Regions from separate parts of the Sus scrofa genome. Here region 1 is linked to region 2. A link is a contact called in public Hi-C data. All regions are on one chromosome and are shown on one strand. Each heading gives the region's core, a stretch centred on a gene start, on an enhancer-like site or on the middle of the called end of the contact. The rest is flanking DNA. Distances are from core to core; before and after follow the strand shown. Region 1 has its middle 37 kb from the start of PTGIS. Region 2 has its middle 65 kb from the start of ZNFX1.

The links. A called contact is a pair of places that touch in the nucleus more often than the background predicts.
Region 1: a contact with region 2 is called in a Hi-C map of retroperitoneal adipose tissue, with 2.8 times the contacts expected there. The contact joins two enhancer-like sites. A contact is called at or near these places in 10 of 47 Hi-C or Micro-C datasets (embryonic fibroblasts, epiblast stem cells, fetal heart ventricle and 6 more) and 2 of 2 datasets of contacts at active chromatin or transcription factors (alveolar macrophages and skeletal muscle).

What each region holds. Positions count from the first base shown.
Region 1 is chr17:51,235,062-51,239,459 of Sscrofa11.1, forward strand. No RefSeq gene overlaps it. Among named protein-coding and RNA genes, the nearest start is that of PTGIS, 37 kb to the left of the region's middle. Within about 2 kb of position 1,615, at least 21 of the 83 cell types and tissues checked have an H3K27ac peak or open chromatin away from gene starts, as enhancers often do. A contact at or near this core is called in omental adipose tissue and retroperitoneal adipose tissue, where this site is marked.
Region 2 is chr17:51,021,134-51,025,816 of Sscrofa11.1, forward strand. No RefSeq gene overlaps it. Among named protein-coding and RNA genes, the nearest start is that of ZNFX1, 65 kb to the left of the region's middle. Within about 2 kb of position 2,853, at least 12 of the 83 cell types and tissues checked have an H3K27ac peak or open chromatin away from gene starts, as enhancers often do. A contact at or near this core is called in omental adipose tissue and retroperitoneal adipose tissue, where this site is marked.

The sequences.
Region 1 (4,398 bases), core at 365-2,864, 210 kb after region 2:
GAACCCTGGGCCGTCTGATGTGTTCACTTCCCCGGCCAGCTTGTGCTGATTTTATCACAATGGTGTGTCCAATACACACTACCCTGGGCATTGCCTGCAAAATGGCAGCTGAATCTCAGAAATTTGCGTGGAACGAGGACCGGAGAGGAGCCTGGCAGTAGCCGAGAAAGTTCGGAGTGCCCACGTGACCTGACCGCAGCTCGGCCAGGCGAGACATCCAGTCTCAACAATCCATCCTGGCTCCTCTCCCCAACGCGGACCCACCCCCACCTCAGGAAATTTCCAGCGCCGAGGCTGGCTCGTCCCAGTGGGAGCTGGCAGCAGAATGGCCGGTAATTTTAGCTGTTCCTCTTCCCTAAAATTATTTCCCATCTGGAAAAGGTTTCCAAACCCTGCCCAGGAAAGAGTTGGTGCAGGGAACATTTTTCTATTAAAAACAAAATAAGACCAGTCACCGAATGTTGAGTTTCTGCAGGCCAGGCTCTGGAGGCTTGGCTGAGCGCCAGCTGTATACGCTCCTTGAGGGGCTCTGCCAGGGAGGAACGGAAGGCGGGAGGGATGGGGGGCTCCATTCCCAGGATCCCCCATCCCACCCTGGTCTGGGGGCAGAGCCTGGGAGGGCCCCGATGAGCTGAGAAGGGTGTGGGCTGAGGGCGCTGCTCTAGGTCACAGGGGGCATCAGGTCCCAGGGAGGCCGGCAACCCTGAGCGCTTCAGGGAGAAAACTGCCCTGGCTGCTAACATCTCCTTACCACCTTGTTCACTCGCCCTGCGAACAAAAAGCTCCAGCTAGGCCCCTGCTTCCCCGCTGGGCTGGCAAGCAAGAACCTGGCAGGGATGTGCTGGCGTTATTTAGCTCTTATTGTATTTATTTTCACTGCTGTCTGCAATTCATTACAGGACTTTTCCATTTCTGCTAATGATATATTGTTTCCTTTGTACAGAAACAGGTTTAGTTTAGAAAAGGTTAAGGAAGGCAGAGAGCACAGATAAGACAGAATGCAGAGCCAACTAGAGTTTGGGACACTCTGGTACCAGAGATAAGAGGACAGGTCTGAGGGCCTGGGCTCGAATCCTGCTTCCGACCCTTGTGGGCTGTGTGATCTTGGGCAAATCACTTGCCCTCTCTGAGCATTGTTTTCTTTTCTTTTGTTTTTTGGTCTTTTAAGGGCTGCACCCATGGCATATGGAAGTTCCCAGGCTAGGAGTCAAATTGGAGCTGTAGTTGCCAGCCTACACCACAGCCACAGCAACACGGGATCCAGGCTGTGTCTGTGACCTACATCACAGCTCATGGCAACACCAGATTCTTAACCCACTGAGTGAGACCAGGGATCGAACCCCCATCTTCATGGATGATAGTTGGGTTCGTTACTGCTGAGCCACCATGGGAACTCCTTTTTTTAAATTTAAATCCATAAAAGAAATGAAAATAATAGCACTTCCCTCACAGTTATCTCTGAGGATTCAATAAGAGAATGCTGGGAAAACACTCAGCCCAGTGCCAGGCACATGAATCAGCAAACTCATTCATTCAGCCAGAACTCATTAAATATCTCTCCCGAGTTCACGGAGTTCATGGTGGTTCCTCAAAACGTATATTCCAAGCCCAGCCCTCCACTTCCTGGCTGTGTGAGCAAGCAGCCCCACCCCGCTGAGGCTCCGCTTCCCCATCTGTAAAAGGGAGACAGTGATAGGTGGTAGTCCTTTGAGATTCCCACAGGAGGTGGAGGTTGCTTTCTGGGACCCCACGGCACCCTCTGTCCTGTATCTGACCCCCCGTAGTCTGTCCCTGCCTCTGAGTCTCAGTGAATTGAGCCCCAGCATCTCTTTAACGCTCTTTGAGCCGGGCTTGGCTATTGAGGTTCCTTGAGCCATCCCAGAGCCTTTGCACGCATTGTCCCTTCAGTCTGAAAAATCCTCCTGCTTCCAGATGGGTAACTACTGTTCCTCCCAGAAAAGTCAGGCAGGCTTCCTCCCCTCCCCTGAAGCATCCTCTGAGGCTGGGTCAAGCCATCCCAGCTCTGCAGACCTCTGACATGTTCTGAGTCTCTGATATAACGGGTCCATGCCTATTTTATCTTATTTATTTTGTCTTTTAAGGGCCATACCCTCGGCATATGGAGGTTCCCAGGCTAGGGGTAGAATCGCAGCTGTAGCTGCCTGCCTACATCACAGTCACAGCAATGCAAGATCTGAGCTGAGTCTGCGACCTGCACCACAGCTCACATCAATGCCAGATCCTTAACCCACCGAGTAGGGCCAGGGATCAAACCCACTTCCTCATGGATACTAGTCAGATTCGTTTCCACTGAGCCGTGACGGGAACTCCCATGAATATTTTAAATAAATAATTATGCTCTACTACAGGCCACGGCCTCAGGCATTTACTTCCTCCCTCTTCCGCCTGCAGATACAGTCACCCCCTCCCCAAAGGAGACCACGCAAATGTCTAATACATACAATCATGGCTCACGATCCAAAGGCACGCACTCTGCCTCCATACACAGAACACACATTGTGGAACAGCATCACTCTGGCTAGTGATCGTACCTGTCTGGCCTCAGTTGCCACCTCTGAATAATGGGCCAGTAATAGGACCTGCTCATTCTGGCTGTTCTAAGGGTCAAGCTAACATATGTGGGAAACACTGAGCACAGTGCCTGGGAAAGCATAAGGGCTCAATGCAGGGCAGAAGAAAGGCATCTCTTGGTAGGACAGCCTTCTCAGACCAGGCTAGGACCGGAGTGAGGCAAATGAAATGCCTAGGGTGCCACGTGTAAGAAGATGCTCACTCTCTGGCCCTGCAGACCCAGATTCTGGGAGCCACAGATCTCTGCTTCCCTCTGCTGGTCATGCTGCAGAATGACATGTCTTCCCTCTGCTCCCAAGGATCCCTGACCCCCACCCTCAGAGCTGGCTGCAAGGAGGGCACTTCGCCAGCGTTGAGGGACAGGGCCTGCTTCTGTCCACGTGGGAGTCTCAGTTCCTTCACCCCTAAAATGAGGTATGAGGACCTGTCTCAGTGCATGGCAAACAGGAGGCACTCCTCAAATTTCAATGTCTTTCCCTCAATACCAGCATTTAAGGAGCACCTACTGTGTGCGAAGGACAAAGGAAGATAATTGAGACTCAATCCCTTCCCTTCATGGACTGAGAGGGTGGAGAGGGGAGGGGGAAGGAGGCCGGGAATGGAGACCGAAGCACAGTGCTGCCCCATTCAGCACCCACTGGGGGCCTCATACTGTTCTAAACACCTGCACAGCACAAAGTTCCAGTGGGAGGCAGCCAGGCTTGTGCAGATCCATCCGGCCATTCATTTAATAGGTATTTGTTGAGCACCTACTGTGTACCAGGCACAGTGTTGGATGCTGGAGAGAAATCAATGACCAAACGGAAGACCCCTGCTCCCAGGGAGTTCTTCACATAGAGGAAATGGGCAATAAGCAAGATAAATAAGTGAAATATATGTCACTTGGTGATTCTTGCTGTACATAAAAAAAAATAGAGTGAGAAGGAGGGAGAAGGCAGGCTTGAGAGGGTTTTGATTTTAAATAGAAGGGCAGGGGCCTTTGGGGCCATTTAGGGACTTTGATTTTCTCTGTGGATGAGAAGTGGGAGTCATGGGGGGTTCTGAGCAGGAGAGGACATGGGGTGACAGACAGACAGGAGTCCGGGATGACTGACTCCCTGAGGCTCTGGGGATGAATCCAGTGTCAGACGTGTCCATTGAGAGTTGCCTGTTAGTGTGGATGTGGAGTTTGGGCTTATCTGAATAAAACATCTTGCATTGACCCGCCATATCGTGAGCCTTGGGCAAGCCGGTGATCCTGGCTGCCAATGCCGTGGGTATTATTACATGGACGCTGGAGGGAAGCATCATTTCTGAAGTCTTGACGCCTCCGTGGACTGCTGCAGTGTCTCATGAGGCCACCAGGTGGCGCCAGCGCACAGCAGGCAGGCCGGAGGCTGCTCACAGGGGACACAGCCCCCCAGCATCTCTCAACCAGCCACGTTTGGACAGGATCATTCTCTGCGGAGGAGACTGTCCCATGCACTGTGGCATCTTTGGCCTCCACTCACTCAGTGTTAGCAACATACCCTCATGCCGCAGTGTGACAACCAAAAAGTCTTCGGACATTGTCAAGTCATCCCCCAGGGGGAAAAATCTACCCTTGCTCTTCTCAATCCCTGTGTGCCAGGCACACTGGCCTTCGCTAAGCTCCTCCCACTCATCAGCATATTCCTGCCACAGGACCTTTGCACTTGCTGTTCCCTCTGTCTGGAATACTCTTCTCTCCAGAGGCTGGCATGGCTCCTCCATTTCATCTAGGTCTCCACCTCAGAGGCCCCTGCCCCACGGTCCACCCAACTACGTAGGTGTGTTTACAAAACACAT
Region 2 (4,683 bases), core at 1,603-4,102:
TCTGAACTTATGAGGCCAAAAAATTTCTTTTAGCCAGAGGCTCAGCACCCCAGCTTGACAGATCCAAGCTGTGGCTTAGGAATGCGTGGCCTTCACACACCCCGAGAATGAACTTGGGACCAGACATCCAGCCTCCTGTTCCTGCCCATCCCGGCAGGGTACAGCCTGTGACAGTGGGAGAGAAGGGCTCCGAGGAGGTTTCTCTGCACATCCCCAGCGTTCTCCATCTATAATTGGCTCCCAATGAAATGATCTCATCCCTGAACACTGAGAAAGATGGGTGGGGGTGGGGAGGGGGAGAAATAGCTTGCTGGCAGCATCTGACATAGTTTGTGACTAACCCGTCTCCCTCCGGGAGAGAGAGATGGTCCACTGTCTGAGATGATGGAAAGGTTTGGGGAAAAAAAGGTCTTGGTCATAGACTGAGGGAGGCTGCAGCTTTTAGGCCTTTTGAGGGGCCCGAAGCATTTCTCCACTCTGCTCAAACCAGGTATCTTCTGACTGTTGCTCATAAGTCACCGTGACCACTTGTCACATCAACCCTCCCCCAGGGAGGAGGTGAGTCTGGCCAATTGTCAAGTGATTTGTTCTGTAGGGATTCTTTTTTTTTTTTTTTTTGGCTGCCCCTTGGCATATGGAGTTCCTGGGCCAGGGGTCAGATCTGAGCTGCAGCTGCAAACTAAGCCGCAGCTGCGGCAATGCCGGATCCCTAACCGACTATGTTGGGCTGGGGATTGAACCCAAGTCTCAGTGCTCCCAAGATGCTGCTGATCCCTTTGCGCCACAGAAGGAGCGCCCATTTGGATTCCTGATGGAACTTCATGGCTGCCTGAAGCTTGTTTAAATGCCCATACATTAATTGTGAAAATTGAGCTCCCGATCAACTTTTTAAAAGCTTGTCACAGCACCATCTGTTTGGCGTTTGTCACTATTGCATTACATAAGAGGAAAGACATTTTTAAAGAATGCGGCTGCATTTAGTAATTGGATCGCCGGAGAGGAGCCAAGCTGGGGCGGATGGCACTGTGATCTGGGGTGCGGCGGCCTCCCCAAATTCCACGCGGTCTTGGCAGAGACCTGAGTGCAGCCCAGCTAGAGAGACAGGCCTATGGTGGCTTCTTTTCCTCTTGCCGTCTTCTCTCTCTCTTAATTTTCCCCCTCCCTTATTTGTGCTCTCTCACCCCAGATCATTTCTGTCGAATATTCGTGATAACCCAATGACGTCACTTCTGGAAGCCTCAATTTCCTCATCCGGAAAGCGGGAATAATAATATAGGGCTGCTGTGAGGTTTCAGTGCATTGATACATACAGTGCCTGGTGCTTAGTGCGCGCTTGATGGGGGCGAGCTATTATGTCTGATACACAGGGGGGCCAAACATATGTCCATTTTTCTTCCTTTTCCCTGGCCTTCCATTTGATTCAGCAAGTATTTAGGAAGTGCCTATCTTGGAGGCAGGGCTGGCTTCACGGATATGCATCCTGGGCAGTGGTGCAGGACCCTGTGCTCCAAAGGGCCCCACATTCAATTCATTGCTCATTCGTTGTTGTCTTGAGATTCTCAATCGTGGTCTTTTTTTTTTTTTTTTTTTTTTTTTTTTTTTTTTTTAGGGCCACACCAACCACATATGGAAGATTCCCAGGGAAGGGTCAAATCGGAGCTGCAGCTGCCAGCTTACACCACAGCCACAGCAATGCAGGATCTGGGCCTTATCTGCAGTCTACACTGCAGCTCATGGCAATGCTGGATACTTAACCCACTAAGCGAGGCCAGGGACTGAACCCAAGTCCTCATGGATACTAGTCGGGTTCGTTACCATTGAGCCACAGCAGGAATTCCTTTCAATCGTTTTTGAACAAGGTCCCCTGCAAATTATGAAGCTGGTCATAAGAATGACCAGCTAGAGTGATGGGCAGTTAGAATGATATTATGTTTTATTGGCCTGCTTGATATTTACTCTTTTTTTTTTTTTCTTTTGTCTTTTTAGGGCTGCACCCATGGCATATGGAGTTTCCCAGGCTAGGGGTTGAATCAGAGCTACAGCTGCCGGCCTCCACCACAGCCATAGCCACAGCAGATCTGGGCCATGTCTGCGGCCTACACCACAGCTCAAGGCAACGCTGGATCCTTAACCCACTGAGCGAGGCCAGGGATCGAACCCAAAACCTCGTGGTTCCTAGTCAGATTCGTTTCCACTGTGCCACGACAGAAACGCTTTTTCTTTTACTCTTAGCTGGTTCTTTTACTCCAAGTCTGAGGGCTACCCTCTAGAAGCTGGAAACTGGACCTGCAGCAGCCGGCTCTGAGGTCACCTTCCTCTTGCCATCTTAAGCAGCATCCCTTGGCCAAGTTCATGTTCTGTCCCTCTACCTGCAGTGTCACACCTTGGAGCTGCCCCGCTGGAGTTAAAAACATCACTCTTAGAGAAGGGTCTTCTGTTCCTAAATAGGCCAGGTCACCCCTGCCTCAGGACCTTTGTACATGCTGCACTTTCTTCCTGGAATATTCTTTCCCTGTATCTTTGCATGGCTATCTGCTTATTCTGGTCTAGGTCAAGTGTCACCTCTCAGAGAGGCCTTAAGTAGTCCCTGCCCTGATCCCTCTAGTGGGATCCACATTCATCTAGATCATTTTCTTCCCAGAACTCTTTGTTGTCTGTCTCCCAGAGGCCCTGGTCTATTTTGGTCATTGCTGTATCCCCAGCACCTACATCACTGCCTCGCACATGGTAGGTGCACAATAATTATTTATTGAATGAATGAATGACTGAGCTCTTTAACTCTTCATGGCTACACTGTAAAGCAGGGACAGGAGGGGAAGCAACAGCTCAAGGTCACAAAGCCAGGAAGGGGCAGGAAGGAAGGCGGGGACCAGGTGCCCTGCTTCCAAGCTTCCTGTGGTCCCCAGATGGGAACAGGGGAGACCTGTGGACCTCTAGGCCCCTTCAGCCACCCAGAAGGGGTCAAGTGTGGAGTGAGGCTCAGGGAACGGCTTCTGAATGTGGTAAGAGTGAGCCAGCCAGGCAGCCAGGAGGCGGGACTGTTTATAGGAGCTGGAGACCATCACCATGACAACTGGACAGCCTACAGCTTCCAGCTGTCACCAGGGATGCAGATTTGCATTTGGCTAGGATGCAATGAGGACAATGGGGACAGGAAGTGACAGAGGGGTGGGGACCCCAAACACCAGTCTGGGAGGAGATTTCTGTTCTGAGAGTTGCCAAAAAACAGAAGGACCTGGTGATATCACATAAGTGTGTGTGTGTGTGTGTGTGTGTGGAGGAGGAGAGTCTGGGCTATGTGGAGCCAGGATGCTGGGTTTGAATCCCTGCTCTGCCACTTCTGCATTGTGACATCTTATGCAAGTGATTTAAGTCAGTGCCTTGGTCCCCTCCAAGGTAAACTGGGGAGAGACACAGTCCCTTTTAGGGCTGCTGTGATGGTTAAGGGAGATAATATTCTTACCTCGCTTAGGATGTACCTTGCTTGTTTACTAGGTTCTAGAAATCAACTTACATCTGACCTTTCGGTTGCCTTCTTTCTGAGTAGTGGGAAATTTGGTCTCAGTGATTCTCAGGGGTCCCCACTTCCCTGACTTTTTTTTTTGTCTTTTTAGGGCTGCACTCATGGCATATGGAACTTCCTAGGGTAGGAGTCAAATCAGAGCTGCAGCTGCCAGCCTACACCACAGCCACAGCAACACCAGATCTGAGCCACGTCTTCACCCTACACCACAGCTCATGGCAACGCTGGATCCTTAACACACTGAGTGAGGCCAGGGATTGAACCCGCATCCTCATGGTTACTAGTTGTGTTCCTTACCACTGAACCACGATGGGAACTCCTCTCTGGCTTTTTCATTCACTTAACAAATATTTATTGAGCACCCAATCTGTGCAAGTCAATGTCCCAGGGGCTGGGAACACAACAGTGAAAAAAGCAGACAAAAATCTCTGCCTCGCCTGTGTAGCTGGAATTTTAGCAGGGTAGACATTAAATATGATAAAAAGTTCACACAACAGGCCAGTAGTTGAAGCTCGAATTCAAACCCAAGTCTCTCTGCCTCCTGAGCTTTTCTTCCATTCCACATTGTTGGGACTCTGGACAAGAGGGTCCTTGGAGATAATAGACAAAAGACCTGAGTCGCATTGTGGCCACTATTTTGCTGCGTGACCTTGGTCAAGTCCTTTTTCCAACATGACCTTCAGTTTCTCCATCTGTAAAATGGGGAACATAGTAGTGCCTACACCATCTGGTTGTCATGAAGCTTAAATGAAAAAACCCAGGTAAGTAAAGTGCTTAGGACAGGGCTGGGCAGGTAGCAGTGAACGTGAGTTTTATGATCACGGCTGATTTTTGGAGGAGAGGAAGGGGGTCTGTGGCTTCTTCCTTGCCTGCAGCCACCGTGCTCCGGGCCTCCCCACTGATCACAGCTTCCCAGCAGCCCTCAGGCGGCACCTTCATCCATCTCCTGATAGATGCGCAGACCTGGCTCGCTTACCCGGGAAGCAGGCACTTAAGGAGCTGCTTCCCCGGTTTCTCTTTTAATTTTCATTATATAAATTTCACATTTCCTGGAATAGAGATCTTGAACGGCTGGACTCATTTGGAAATCGAGTCAGCAAAGGCCTCATTTATATTAATGGGGCCGCTGGTCTGGGTCTCAGGCGGGCAGAGACAAGGAT